Linked DNA regions of Mus musculus: region 1 is linked to region 2. Evidence: chromatin contacts called from public promoter capture Hi-C data. All regions are on one chromosome and are shown on one strand. The core of a region is the stretch at or near the end of the contact, and the rest is flanking DNA. Distances in the headings are between cores, read along the strand shown. Region 1 holds the start of Dock11 (dedicator of cytokinesis 11). Region 2 holds the start of Pgrmc1 (progesterone receptor membrane component 1).

Region 1 (6,507 bases), core at 2,151-4,650, 710 kb after region 2:
TTGCCACTTCCCAAGGCTCTCTTAAGGTATCCTAGTCAATGGCGATTTGATAATTATTCCTTTCCCTGGTTTAAAACTGATCTTCATAAAAATGCTGAACTCACTAGAACATGCAGCCGTGAAGCAGCCTCTCTTTCTCTGCTCGTTTCATTACATAGTTAATAGATTCATGGAAATACTAATAATGACATGCTATATATAGCCAGGGCCCAAGCCTTGTGCATTTTTTTGAACAGTGAGCAAAACTGAATGACGTTATGGGCATGCCAATAAGGGTGTAACTGTAAAAAAGAAAAAAAAAACTAAACCGGAAATAGTGTATATTTGTTCAGCTTGGTAGGGTTTCCAAGTTCTGTCAAGAATTACATGGGAAGAAAAGTGTGCCCTGCTGTGCTAATGACTCCAACTTATGCTGAAACTCTAATACTATCTTGGGTTTATGGCAGCAAGTGTAAATCCCACCTCAGCTGTCCCTCAATAAACACTTGGGGCTTACATCAGAACTGAACCAGAAGCTGACAGCAGCTGCAGCGTGGTTGTTTTGCTCTCCAGTCACCCCCTGCTTTCCTACCTCTGGTTAACAGGCCTATGAAGTAAACAACAACAACCAACCAACCAAACAACAACAACAACAAACAGGAGGGAAAGTAATATATGAGAGTGAATATACTGTTTAGAGTTATTTATCTCTTAATTGACAAATAGCATTATTGAAGACCCTGATATCGATTAGTTTCTCTCTCTCTCTCTCTCTCTCTCTCTCACACACACACACACACACACACACACACCCCTTAGATTGGAACTAAATAAATGAATAAAAGGTCCTAAAGCACCTAACATCATGTCTTACACAGTGTAAGGGCTCAATGGATTGATTTAGAGCACAAGAAACTTCTCATTCAACTCGCCCTCCCCTCAAGTCTTAATACACATCACATACCACAGAAATGAGTAGATTTCACTCCTCTACATTCCCTTGCATAAAAGCTAAAAAAAAAAAAAAAAAAAAAAAAAAAAAAAGAACCTAAGTAAGGTCAGCTAACCAGGAAACCCCGGCCACGGGCTGTAGCTCCAAGAGTCTTTCTCTATTAATAGATTTTTTTTTTCCAGCACTGCCAAGAATGAAGAGGTAGAAAGAAGCCACTGCACCTGTGCTGCACAAAAATTATAGGTGGCACATGTCTGTAGTCCTAGCATCCAGTAAGCTGAAGCAGGAGGACTAACACCAAGTACAAAACCAAAGTTCTAGCCTGGGCTACAGAGTGAGACCATGTCTCAAAACTGATCTTTTCAAAGCCTAAAACTTCAGAAAGAATAATAACTTTTTACTGTTGAGGGAGGCAGGTCAAATGCTGGTCAAATCCCAGCAGAGGTTGTCTGTGCCTCATATATTTTCTTGATACCATCTGTCCATCTTCCCTCTCTCTTCACATGCTATGGTAGGTGGCCAGCCACTCCTCAGAGAAGGTTTGCTTTATGATTTTAGAAAAGCCATCCTTGTGCTAGGCTGTCTGGATCACTTGCTAATAACCACTGAAGATGACAACCTGGTATAAAATGCCTTGCACACAGCTTGTGGTCCTCTCTCAAATGGCCCTGATGACAAGTGAGGTTCTGATCTGACCTCAACAGGTTCTGGCTCCAAATCTGGGTGAAATATACAATAAGCCAAATCCATTAAGACAACATTAAAGGTCTGGGTTTAGCCTCACCAAGCAGCAGGATTAAACTTCAAGGGTCCAGCCATGATAAAGACATTTCTTTAAAGTCCCTTGGCTCTGCACAGTTGCAGCTATTAGAAATCCGATTTTTATCTCAAAGGTACATATTTTACCTTTGATCCTCTTCCAGAATTCCCACTAATGTCAACTTTCCCCACTGTTAGGATCAGGCCCCTTGCCTTGCTTTAATGTTGGTTTTATTGCCGATTCTACAAGATCAACATAAAAATTACAGGGAAAAGCTGCGAGGTTCCCTTCCCAGGATAAGTTGTGCTAACAAAAAGCTCTCTCTTAAGTGCGGAGATTTAAACACAGCGAATGACATGAAATAATATAGGAGTGGAAAGAGACAAAAGCCAGCAAATCTCCTGCAAAACAAAGTAACAAAAAAGCACGCTAATGATTTAGTCCCACTGCTTATTTAAGGTTTGGTCCCTAGTCCAAAAAATTGGCAATGGGAGCCTTTAAAAGCAAAGGAGCAAGTGCCCCTTACCATCCAAGGCTTCCCTCCAGATTTAGACCATCTGAACAGGACTGATGAGGGTGCGCTGGCGTGCGGGGGAGGGGTGGTTCCCCGAGGGGGGTGTCAGAACACTCTCCAATCCCCATCCCCCAGCTCTACCCGCCGCCAAGACATCCCCAATAGTCTACGTAGGCGTCTGGTTCTAGGGTCTTCATCCTTACACAGCAACATCCAGTCCTTCCCACATCCTCTTGCCTCCAATCGCTCACAAGTCTTAAGAACCATCCTCTCCCAGAGGATACAGACTCAAAACCCACTCAGGCGCAGACCCACCCCCGTTGTTTCCAATCCTCTCCCTCTGTCTTAGTTGGCAGTACCCCTCAACACCCATCACCACCCTCCCTCTCCCCAGTAGCAGGAGGAAGTCGCTATGCTTCCTCTGTCCACATCGCCCGCCAGAGCTTGGGCGCCCTGGGCTTTTGGGTGGGGTTTTTTGTGTGTGTAAGTGAGTGTGTGTGTGTGCGCGCGTGTACCCGATGTGTATCCGCACTCAAGTATATCTGTGCTCATCGCATCCTTCCGCCTAGGCTGCCCCAGGTGCCCTCTTAAAGGGATCCGGATCTCCTCGTGCCCTAATCTCCAGCTCTTTGTGCGGGGGTCCGGGGGAGCGGGAGGTGCGATCTGAAGCTTTCAGCCGCCCCCGCTGGGGTGGAGACCCACTCTCCGGCCGCAGCTCTGTGAAACCCGCTGTGCCATTCAGCTTCCAGCCCAGCGCAAGCTGGTGGGGTAGCCAGAGCGCTGTCCCGTGGCGCCTGAGACTCCCACCCCCAGGCAGCCGGTTGCCAGAGCGAAAACTTAAGTAGAACAGAGGAAAAAGAGAGCTCCTAGCGCTCGACCGCAGCTGCGCCCATCCTGCCCGTGGTCTCCAGCGCGCGCGCGGGAAGCCACCGCGCTGCTCCCGGTGTGAGCGAACCCCCCCCCCCCCGGGACTCCCCGTCGCTCGACCACTCACCAGCACCACGGAGCCCCGCACGGCCTCCGACACGCTCTGGCGGAGCTCGGCTGCCGTGCCTGGCTTGCTCAGCCGCTTGGTGAATTTGCGCACTTCGGCCATGGCAGAGGTGGCGGGCAGGTCTCGGCGGGAGCGCTCAGTGCCCCGGGCCCGGGCGGCCGCTGCTGCTGCTGCTGCCTGTGTTTACACGCCGACGGGCCGGCCACATCTCAGCTCGCCGCCCCGCGCCCAGCTCCCGCGGCTCCTCCTCCCGCGCGCCGCTCCTCCCTCTTTCCCTCCTTTTTGCTCTAGCTTTTGCAGGCTCTGGGTCCTGCCGGGCGGCGGCGGCTGCTCCCTCTCACCAAGGGCCCCGACCTGAGTGGCCTAAGAAGGAGGGTGTGTCTCCTGGAGGGGGAGGGAGTGCTGGAGGTGGGGGCGAGGGTCACGCGGGAAGAGGGGGAAGTGGCAAGCACCCGGGCTCCGCCCGCAGCTGATGTTGCTGGTGCAGCCGCATCCGGGAGGCGAGATGAGGCTGCTTCTTTTTCCGAGTGTATGGCGCGGGAGGGGGTCAGAGGTGGGTGATGAAATGTCTCCAAGACTAGGGTGTGCTGGGGCCTCCAGAGACCTCTGCCTCCCTTAAGACTTCAGGAGCAGTGAGGCGGTGGGAAAAATCTCACTTGCCCCCAACCTGCAAGCCCCTGGGTCCCAGGCGGCTAGAGGCTGGGAAACAACATGGAAGCAGCATGCTCCTATTGTGTACTCAGCCTGGTTGGGTCTGCCCTATGTCAAAGGAAGGAAGAGCGGGTTTGCTGCAGGAAAGACTTGTCTGGGTCTGTACCCAACCCCCTTCATTTCCCCACCCAGGCATCCACTTCATAGGGCAACCAGGGGACAGGCTTCTAGAAGTGAGTCTTACCCAGGCAGGGATAGCTGGGTGGTGAGAGACCCCAGAGCCTTTGATGAATTGTGTGGTTCTGCAGTGATTCCAGAAGGAGTGGCCCTAGTGCTCACTGGGAAGGCTTTTGGAGGACCTATCAATCCTCTAGCTTTTACCTGTGCTCTGCAACCATCTCACCCTTTCCTTAATTTCCCCAGAACATCTGACTAGGTGTAAAGCATGCATGCTTAGACACAAACAAGGCCTTAATTCTGAAATGAAAGGCCCCACTTCATTTTTTTTTGTTTTGTTTTAAGTTTGAAATGGCCCATCACCAGGGGTCTAATCCTTTTTGAGGATTTCTACCGGTGCCCAAATGGCACTTTCCACACTTCTCAGGCCTTCAAAGAGCACACAGTCACACACCTACACAAGGACTTTGTTATGGAAACAAGAGCATGGGAATGGACTCCAGGAACCCAGAAAAGACCAAGTCTCCTAGCAGCAAGCCCATTTGGCCACCTTCTCATTGATCCTGATAAGGCACAGATGGAGGGTTCCTCCAGGACCTGGGACATGGAAGGGCTCTAAGGGACAGGCATTATCCTGCATGTTGACCTCACTCTGTGTGTGTGTGTGTGTGTGTGTGTGTGTGTGTGTGTGTGTGTTGGGGGTCGGGGTGGAAACTGTTACCTGCAGGTGGATCAGCACAAATTCATGCTATGTGTTCAATGAATGGTGAATATTTGTGTGTCTGGCTCCTAGTTGTTGACCTCCAGAATACTCTAGCATGTTTTCCCTTGCTAACTCCAGATTCACTGCTTCAGGTACAAGGCAGAGGCACAGGGCTTAGGAAAGAAAGGTAGTGCTCTAGGTACTGATGAATCATAATTGGTGAATATTAACCCATGTTCAACTCTCTACTGTACGATGGCATAGAATCCTACTCAGTTTGGGGCAATAGGTGTAAGACAGCAGACCAAGAGGACTCCTGGGTAAGTTCTCCACCTTGACAGAAAGAGAAGGTGTTTATTTCCCAGTCTATAGGTTCAATGTTCAGATCATGGAGCAGAGTCCAGTCCCCTCTGAGAATAAAGAGATGGCTTAGAGGTCAAGAGCACTCATTGCTCTTGCAGAAGCCATGGGTTCAGTTCCCAGCACCTGTATTGTGGCTCACAACGACCCCAAAGTACAGTTACAGGGAGATCACTCCAGTGTTTCTAACCTCTTCAGGCGCAAGGCACACATGTGGTACACATACACACATTCAGGCAAAACATTTACACACTATTGCTAAAATTCCTTCCTTGGGCAAGATGTAAACAACATCTATCCCTCCTGCTAAAGTCCCAATGACCCTCAAAGGTACAGTTCCTCCAAAATTCACCTGGGGGAACAAGGACCTTATTAGACTTACTTACAAAGCAATACATGAGATGTTAATGGCTGACATGAAAGCAGTAACATTGAAAGGTCTGCACCCTTCAGGGATGATAGCTTAACACAAGGCAGCAAAGTAGATGAATCCCCTTCCTTACTTATATCCTATACCTCTTCTGAGAGCTCCCAAGGCCATGTAAAATTAGGATACAGTTGTCCTTATATGTGAATTAAGGGGGTGGGGAGGTGTCTCATGAGTGGAAAGTAGAAGCAAGAAGCAAGGGCAGTGGTGGTGCAAGCCTTTAATCCCAGCACTTGGGAGGCAGAGGCAGGTGGATTTCTGAGTTCGAGGCCAGCCTGGTCTACAAAGTGAGTTCCAGGACAGCCAGGGCTACACAGAGAAACCCTGTCTCAAAAAACAAGCAAACAAACAAACAAAACAGAATGAACAAACAAACAAACAAGCAAGGGGCCTTTACATCTTACAGTTTGGCTTGAAGGGTAGTCCTATACAACACACATGAAATACATAATATGTAAATACAGAGAGGGGGGAGAGGAGAGAGAGAGGAGAGGAGAGGAGAGGAGAGGAGAGGAGAGGAGAGGAGAGGAGAGGAGAGGAGAGGAGAGGAGAGGAGAGGAGAGGAGAGGAGAGGAGAGAGAGAGAGAGACCTGTGTTCTTCGTTCTTCTCTAGAGTGATGTATTTTTGTATGTGAAGAATCAACCCTGGGTAGCTGTATTGTAAACAACTTCAAAGAAGCCAAACCAGAATTCAGCAGTGTTGATCCATCAAATCTACTTTTATACTACTTAGCTCTGGATTTCTTTCATGGACAGAAACTTAATACTTGAGTCAATCAGTCTCACTCTGCCAGGCTGCTTTGACACTCTCCATTGTAACTAAAGCTTGACTTGAACTCACATCTGGTAGCTGCAGTGCTGGGAATCACACCAAGGACTTTGTGCATGCCAGACAAGTACTCTACTAACTGAATTATATCTCTAACCCTTTATGTCACTTTTAGGTAGTCAAGTGTTGTGTTTCCTTTAGTCAAAAGCATCCTTAGAAGG
Region 2 (6,437 bases), core at 3,414-5,913:
ATGCTTTGAAGTTCACCCCTTAATTTCTACCCTAACTGTAAACGCTTTACCCTCCCTCCCATACATACCTAAGTCTGAAACAAGTCTTTCCTTTTTCTTTAAAAACAATGCAGACACCATTGTTTGCTGGGCAGATTATAAGCAGCATTTATAGGTGAGGCCTAATTTATAGGTGGGTTAAATCAGAGTCAATGAGAAGTTGTTTGGCAGAACACAAGTTTCCCATTCTTCAAGAGAGCTGTGGGCTGCTTTTAAACAGTAAGTCTGACAAGACAGGGCTTATGAAAATCTTCCTGTAGGCAAGAGGCCCACTGTCCTTTCGCTACATGCTCAAATGCTAGTATGGAATCTATATCCTTTCATGCAAAAATGCACATATCAAGAAAACTTGGTATGTCATCATAGTAAGTGACTCAGCACTGCTACCATTCCTTTATGTCATGAACTTGACCTGTCCAAGATTCAGGAGCCTATCAAAATGCACCCGATTTCAGGGTGCTTACTCATAGCTATTGTTTGATCATAAATCTGCATTACTGGTAGAAATTTGATCTAGGCAAAATATAAAGCAATGCTTACAAGTGAACTGAGAGTCCCAGTCACTCAGGGTCTCCTGCTGTGCAGGGGTGAGGTCAGAAAGGTCGTCATACTCATCCTTCAGTGCTTCTTTGTCCAGGCAAAATGTGGCAAGGCCCCTGGATGCATCTCTTCCGGCAAAGACCCCATATGGCCCCTCTTTAAAGACAAAATGAAACCAAAGACAGATTCTTTATTAGATAATACACTTTTCCTTGGCTCACGTAAACAGAAGACGGCTTCCTTGCTTTCAACACCAAAAGCCTCCTTTTAATTTGTTTGTTTGTTTGTTTGTTTTGAGACAGGATTTCTCTGTGTAGCCCTGGCTGTCCTGGAACTCACTCTTGTAGACCAGAATAGCCACAGAGAACTCACAGAGATCCATTTGCCTCTGCCTCCTGAGTGCTGGGATTAAAGGAGTCCACCACTTCCTGGCTTCACATTCCATTATTGAGCTGCACGAATACACTTTGATCATTACATAAGGGCATTGACAGACTTACTGTCACTTTGATAAGTAAAATGAAATAAAGATGTGTAGCATTTGAAATCTATGTCCTGCACATAGCTAATATAAGCTCAAGTAGTTCTTTTGACGGTGGCCTTAATGGGGATTGTTTGATTATACACTCCATGGGTTAGAATTCAGCTCAAAGACTTTGTATCTACAGGTTGGCTCTATTCTGGGTGCTTGAGCCAAGACAGTCAAAGTTACAGTTTCTAACCACTAATGTGTAAATGAAAACATTTTCTTATCAACATATTCTGATATGTTTTAAATGATCTTTAGTTGCAAGTCATGAACCCTAAGGCATCTGCAAGAACAATCATTTTACAAATACCAGTGGTTCCAAAGCCTCTCTGCGTTATATAACCTTTACTGTCTTATTTAAATCAGAACTCACAACAAGGGAGATCAGTTTTGGTACTATTATTAAGTGTAAGCATACAAATGAGTGTAAACAGCAGTGAAAACACTAAAATTTTCACTGAAAAGGGCTGCAATCAACGCCTTCAAATAATCTCCTAAAACCTGAAAAATGCTACTATGTATAACATCATAGCAAGCTTTTGTCTGAGGACAGTGGATCAATCTGAATCCACCTGAAGTGGTTATTTAGAGTTAAATATTGCACAAACAAATGAAAGGAATTCGGAGTACTTTAAGCAATGCCTCGTTTTCCCAAAAGGAGGCTAGATAGCAACTCTGACATTAAAATCGTCATACCAACTAGGAATGGCTGGTATTTCATTACAGTGTGGTTATCTGAAACTTTAGTCGACCAAACTGTTTTTCTTTCTAACATATTAAGATCCATTTTTTGTAGGACTGGGGCTTTGCATATTCTAGGAAAGCACCCTAGTGCTGAGATATACTTCAAACCCTTAGGATCATCTTGTAAATGCAACTAAGATTCTAAAATAGGGGTTGGTTTCAGTCCTCATTGCATGCTGCCACTAGAGAAGGTTTAAAAAGAACAAAATTCATATGCTTTTCACAAAATATATACTGCTAATGGAAATAGTATCACCTAGTGCTTGGAAACAAAGTCAAAGTCTTGGTTTGGACTCTTACCATTTTAGAAATTACAGTCCCTGGACTGGTAATGCATACTTAAACAAGATCTAAGGCAAATATTAATAGTCTTTGGAGAGTATATTTTGTTCACTACAAAGCATATTAACTAGATGCTTGGTGAGCAGAGCTTTGTGTTTTTCACTCACTGCTACTCGCTAGCATCTACGACTGTGCTGTACAGAGTACTAGACACTCAAATGGCTTCACTTCTAAGAGTACTCTGTAACAGAAAATATTTCCACTATGATACTATCAGTGTTCCTTGGCCTCCTCACACTGGGGGCGTGCTTGTCTTTTTATGTTCCCAGAGGGAAAACTAAGGCCTTGAGACCATAGGGCGTTGCACCAGATCACACAGCTGGTCAGGGACAACAGCGAGGCTAGAATGTAGAGTGCAGGTTGACTCCTAGTTGTAGCTGTTCCAGTACACACATCGATATCCGGCAGGATGACTCTGCAAACTGTAACCTACCTGGTTAGAATGGAGACAGCTTGACTCCAGCTGTGCTCTCTGAAAGCACGGAGGATCCCCATGTGATGACTTTGCAAATACAACCAGATGACGAGGCCTCGTGCATTTGTGTTGATTACCTTATGGTTTAGCTTAATAATTATGGGTAATTACACCATTGTTTATGGATAATGTGTGACTACAGTGACAAACAATATGTAGTTTTCCTATTATTTTGCAGTCACATGCCTACAGAACGTAATTTTCTAAAATGTCTGAAAGCAGAAAGGAAGAGTGAGAGTTCACTAAAAAGCCTTTGGCACATGTGCTTTTGATTGGCTGGACTCTGAGACGTAACAGAGTGGGTATGTCTGGTTTGGATTAGTGCTGGCTAGTCTTCCCTCTCAGACCAATGAGCATGTGAACATACCCACCCCCCAGCCCCGAGTTCCTGGTGCTTAGAGGAATCCATATTGGGAGAGCTAAAGCCTCTTCTTCCTCTCTAAATGTTCTAGAAAGCAGGGCTTTCTAAATCTGGCTGATTCCCCATTTCCCTACAGCAGAGGAGTAAAATGTAGATCTTTTTAGCCCTCTCCCCTGCCCCAGAGATCTAAGTGTGGCTATGGATGGTCAGGCCAAGAATCTGTATTTTTCATAAGCATCAGGTGATTGTGATAGGCAATCCAGTTTGGAAAAGCCTCATTTCTGGGGAGTTGTCCATCTCTTGTTTTCCCCTTGGTTGGCTTTTCCTGAAATCCCCCCACCCATCGGGCTTCACAGCCTTACCCTATTGTTTCTCAGGACCCTTCCACTCCTCCCTCCCACCCCCGTTTCATTTCATTTTATTTTTTCCACCTCCCAGTCTCCCCACTCTATCATACACTAAATATGGTGTTTCTGACCATCTCACCATGTTACCATAGTCCACCACACACTGCTCTTAATGCATCCAACCAAGCTTGGTCGCTTATTCATCATCCAGCCTGAGTCCACCCCACTCTGCACGCACATACACATACCAAAGACATACCTAACACATGTCACATTCCAAGCGCCACCCCCCAGACAAACGGTGTACACCAAACACACATTCACTGCGCATGCACACAGTGTACACACACACACACACACACACACACACACACACACATTCTCCGCCAGGAACAATGCTGCTTTACCTGACACTAATCCCCTTCTCCACTTTCTCTCTTTACACACCCTTACATTCCACCATGGCTCCTCCGGCGTCATCGGCCTCCACGTCTTCTCAAGTGTCTGGGCCTCTCTGGAGACACCTTCATTTTTTCCCCTCAAATCCGAAGTCTCCCCCTCTTTTCAGGACCCCCGCCCCAAAGCCCACTACCTTCGAAAAGTTCCCTAATATCCCGGGGCTTCGGACCTCGCTGTCCCTCCCACCCGCGGTTTCCAAGGCTCAGCCTCATTCGGGCATCCCATCCCCCCGTACGCACCCCCACCCACCCAGAGCCTCGTGCCCCCGGCCCGCTCCCATTGCTGCCCGCCTTCCCTCCGACCCTCCCACGGGGGCGCCCCACCTCCCCCGGCCTCTCTCCCGCCCCGCTTCCACGCCAGGGTCCCCTCTTTTGTCTCCACGACCCCCTGGCCCTGCCTCCGTACCAGGCCCGTAGAACTTGCGGCCTTTGGTCACGTCGAACACCTTGCCGTTGATGGCCATGAGAATGCGCGGGTCCTGGACGCCATCGAAACGCCTCAGCTCGGCAGGGGTGAAGTCGCGCCGCTTGAGGCGGGGCAGCGGGGGTGGTTCGTCGTCGTCGTTGTCGCCACTGGCACCGGGCTGGTCCCCGCGAACGATCTTGTAGAGCAGGAAGATGCAGAGGCCCAGGAGGAGCAGGTTGAGAGGAGACGTGAAAATCTCGTGCAGCAGCCCGCCGCCCTCTAGCTCGCTCGGGTCGGCGCCAGTCGCCACCACATCCTCGGCAGCCATGATCTCTGGAGCAAAGGTTGGGCCCGGCTAGGCAGAGCTCCGGAACAGTCCGCTTCCTCCGCCCTCCCAGCGAACAGTGGCGCGCAGCGTTCTTTGACAGAGGAAGAAAAGCTCGGGAGGGGCGGGGCTCCGGGGGCGGAGCCTATAAGCCCCCGCCCTTCGCGGCCACCTAAGCGCCCCGCCCTGCTCGGGCTGGCTCGGGCAAGCTGGGCCTGGTTCGGCCTCTGCTTCGGGCCCCCTATGTAGCCTCGGGGGTCTTGGTCTTTCTCCCTCAACCGCTCCGTCAACCAGGGCCACCGAGCCCAGCCCACCTCTCTGTTCTACCTGCTGGGCCTCTGCCCCGGTTTCCGGGCACCCTCAGATCATAGTGCAGCTCGCAGACACACAGCTCAGTCTCTTGGGTACAGTGGGTAGCTTCCCGCTGACCCTGTGGGGAAGCCTTGACTTTAGGGCCCGCTCCTCGCGGCAAATGACGTCAGTTAAAATGAGGTCGCATTTCTCTTGCTTCGCTTCTATTTTAAAGCCCCTTATACTCTCTCCCCTGGGCCATACCCTTAGAGCCAGGTAGCTGTTTTGGGATACTCTAATATCATGCCTTCAACTCCTTTTCACCTTACAGTCCTAGACTATTCGAACATCCATTTTGGGATGGTTCGCCTCCAATTCTTGCCCAAAAGCTGTGGGACTAACACCCAAAGGACAGCCAGTCAGGTAACAGGCCTGTCAATTCTATAAAATCTGGAGCTCAGATCGCCAGATTTTGCGTTTGTTCTTAAAGTTTTTTTTTTTCTTTTTGAAATCATCAATTATGCTTAGTCACAAGGCACCAGTAATCAACAACTGACATTCTGTTGTTGAGCCTTTTTTTTCTATAGAAATACCAGAATAATGTTCAAAGTTCCGTTGCTTGACAGCATTCTTCTATTTGAAGTCTGTGGAAACTACCCTTGGCAGTCACTGTAACCCTGAGCACAGCCCCTGATAAACGCTGGAGTTTGGAAGGATCCTAGATTTTATCTTTTTAGATTCCCAGGCTTCTGGTGTGCAAACAGGCTGCACGGGAGCAGGCCTCTATGGAACAAGGATTGTGCCTATTTTTCAGAGACCTAATCTGGCTGCCCCCCCCCTTAAATTGTAATTGGGAAACGGTAACATAAGAAAAAGGAGAATAATTAAAACCAAGCCATGCACACATCTGCAGAGCAGGGCACGACTTTTCCATACAATCCTGTTTGTACACCACTTACATGCAAGAGATTTGTGCAGAGAATTGGCTAAATTCTGAAAACTTTTGGCAAACACTGCTGTAATCCCTGCCCCCCCCCATCTTCTTAAAGTGTAATGAGTCAAACACTCTTTATATCCAGCCCACACATTTTTTCCCCCAGAGCTAAATTTAGGATTAGCTAAACCGGCCCCTCCAGATCTTTTGTCAAAACTCTTCAACTTAATCATCATGAAACAAGCTCAAACTGAGAGCACTCAGCTCCGGTTAGAATCCAGTTATCCCTTTCACAGAGTACTGTGAGCAGCAAAGATATTTCTTAAAAAATAACAAACTTGTGAAAAATGTTTTCATTTGAAACTAATATGGCCAAAAAAAAAAAAAAAAAAAGGGGGCTGGTGAGATGGCTCAGCGGTTAAGAGTGCCGACTGCTCTTCCAAAGGTCATGAGTTCAAATCCCAGCAACCACATGGTGGCTCATAACCATCTGTAATGAAATCTGATGCCCTCTTCTGGTGTGTCTGAAGACAGCTACAGTGTACTTACATATAATAAATAAATAAATATTTAAAAAAAAAAAAAAAAAAAAAGAATCTATCTTTCAGTGTTCATGTTAACTGATAGGAAGATCGTTAAGAGGCTG

Evidence for each region. Promoter capture Hi-C pulls out the DNA fragments that hold promoters and counts their contacts.
Region 1: a contact with region 2 is called in a promoter capture Hi-C map of cranial neural crest. The contact joins the promoter of Dock11 here to the promoter of Pgrmc1 in region 2.

The regions. Positions count from the first base shown.
Region 1 is chrX:35,885,725-35,892,231 of GRCm38.p6, reverse strand. Dock11 (dedicator of cytokinesis 11) reads right to left here and starts at 3,400. Exons shown (of 53, transcript NM_001009947.3): 1 at 3,200-3,400. The coding sequence starts at 3,301.
Region 2 is chrX:36,596,419-36,602,855 of GRCm38.p6, reverse strand. It overlaps Pgrmc1 (progesterone receptor membrane component 1), which reads right to left and starts at 4,663. Exons shown (of 3, transcript NM_016783.4): 1 at 4,242-4,663; 2 at 580-735. The coding sequence starts at 4,569.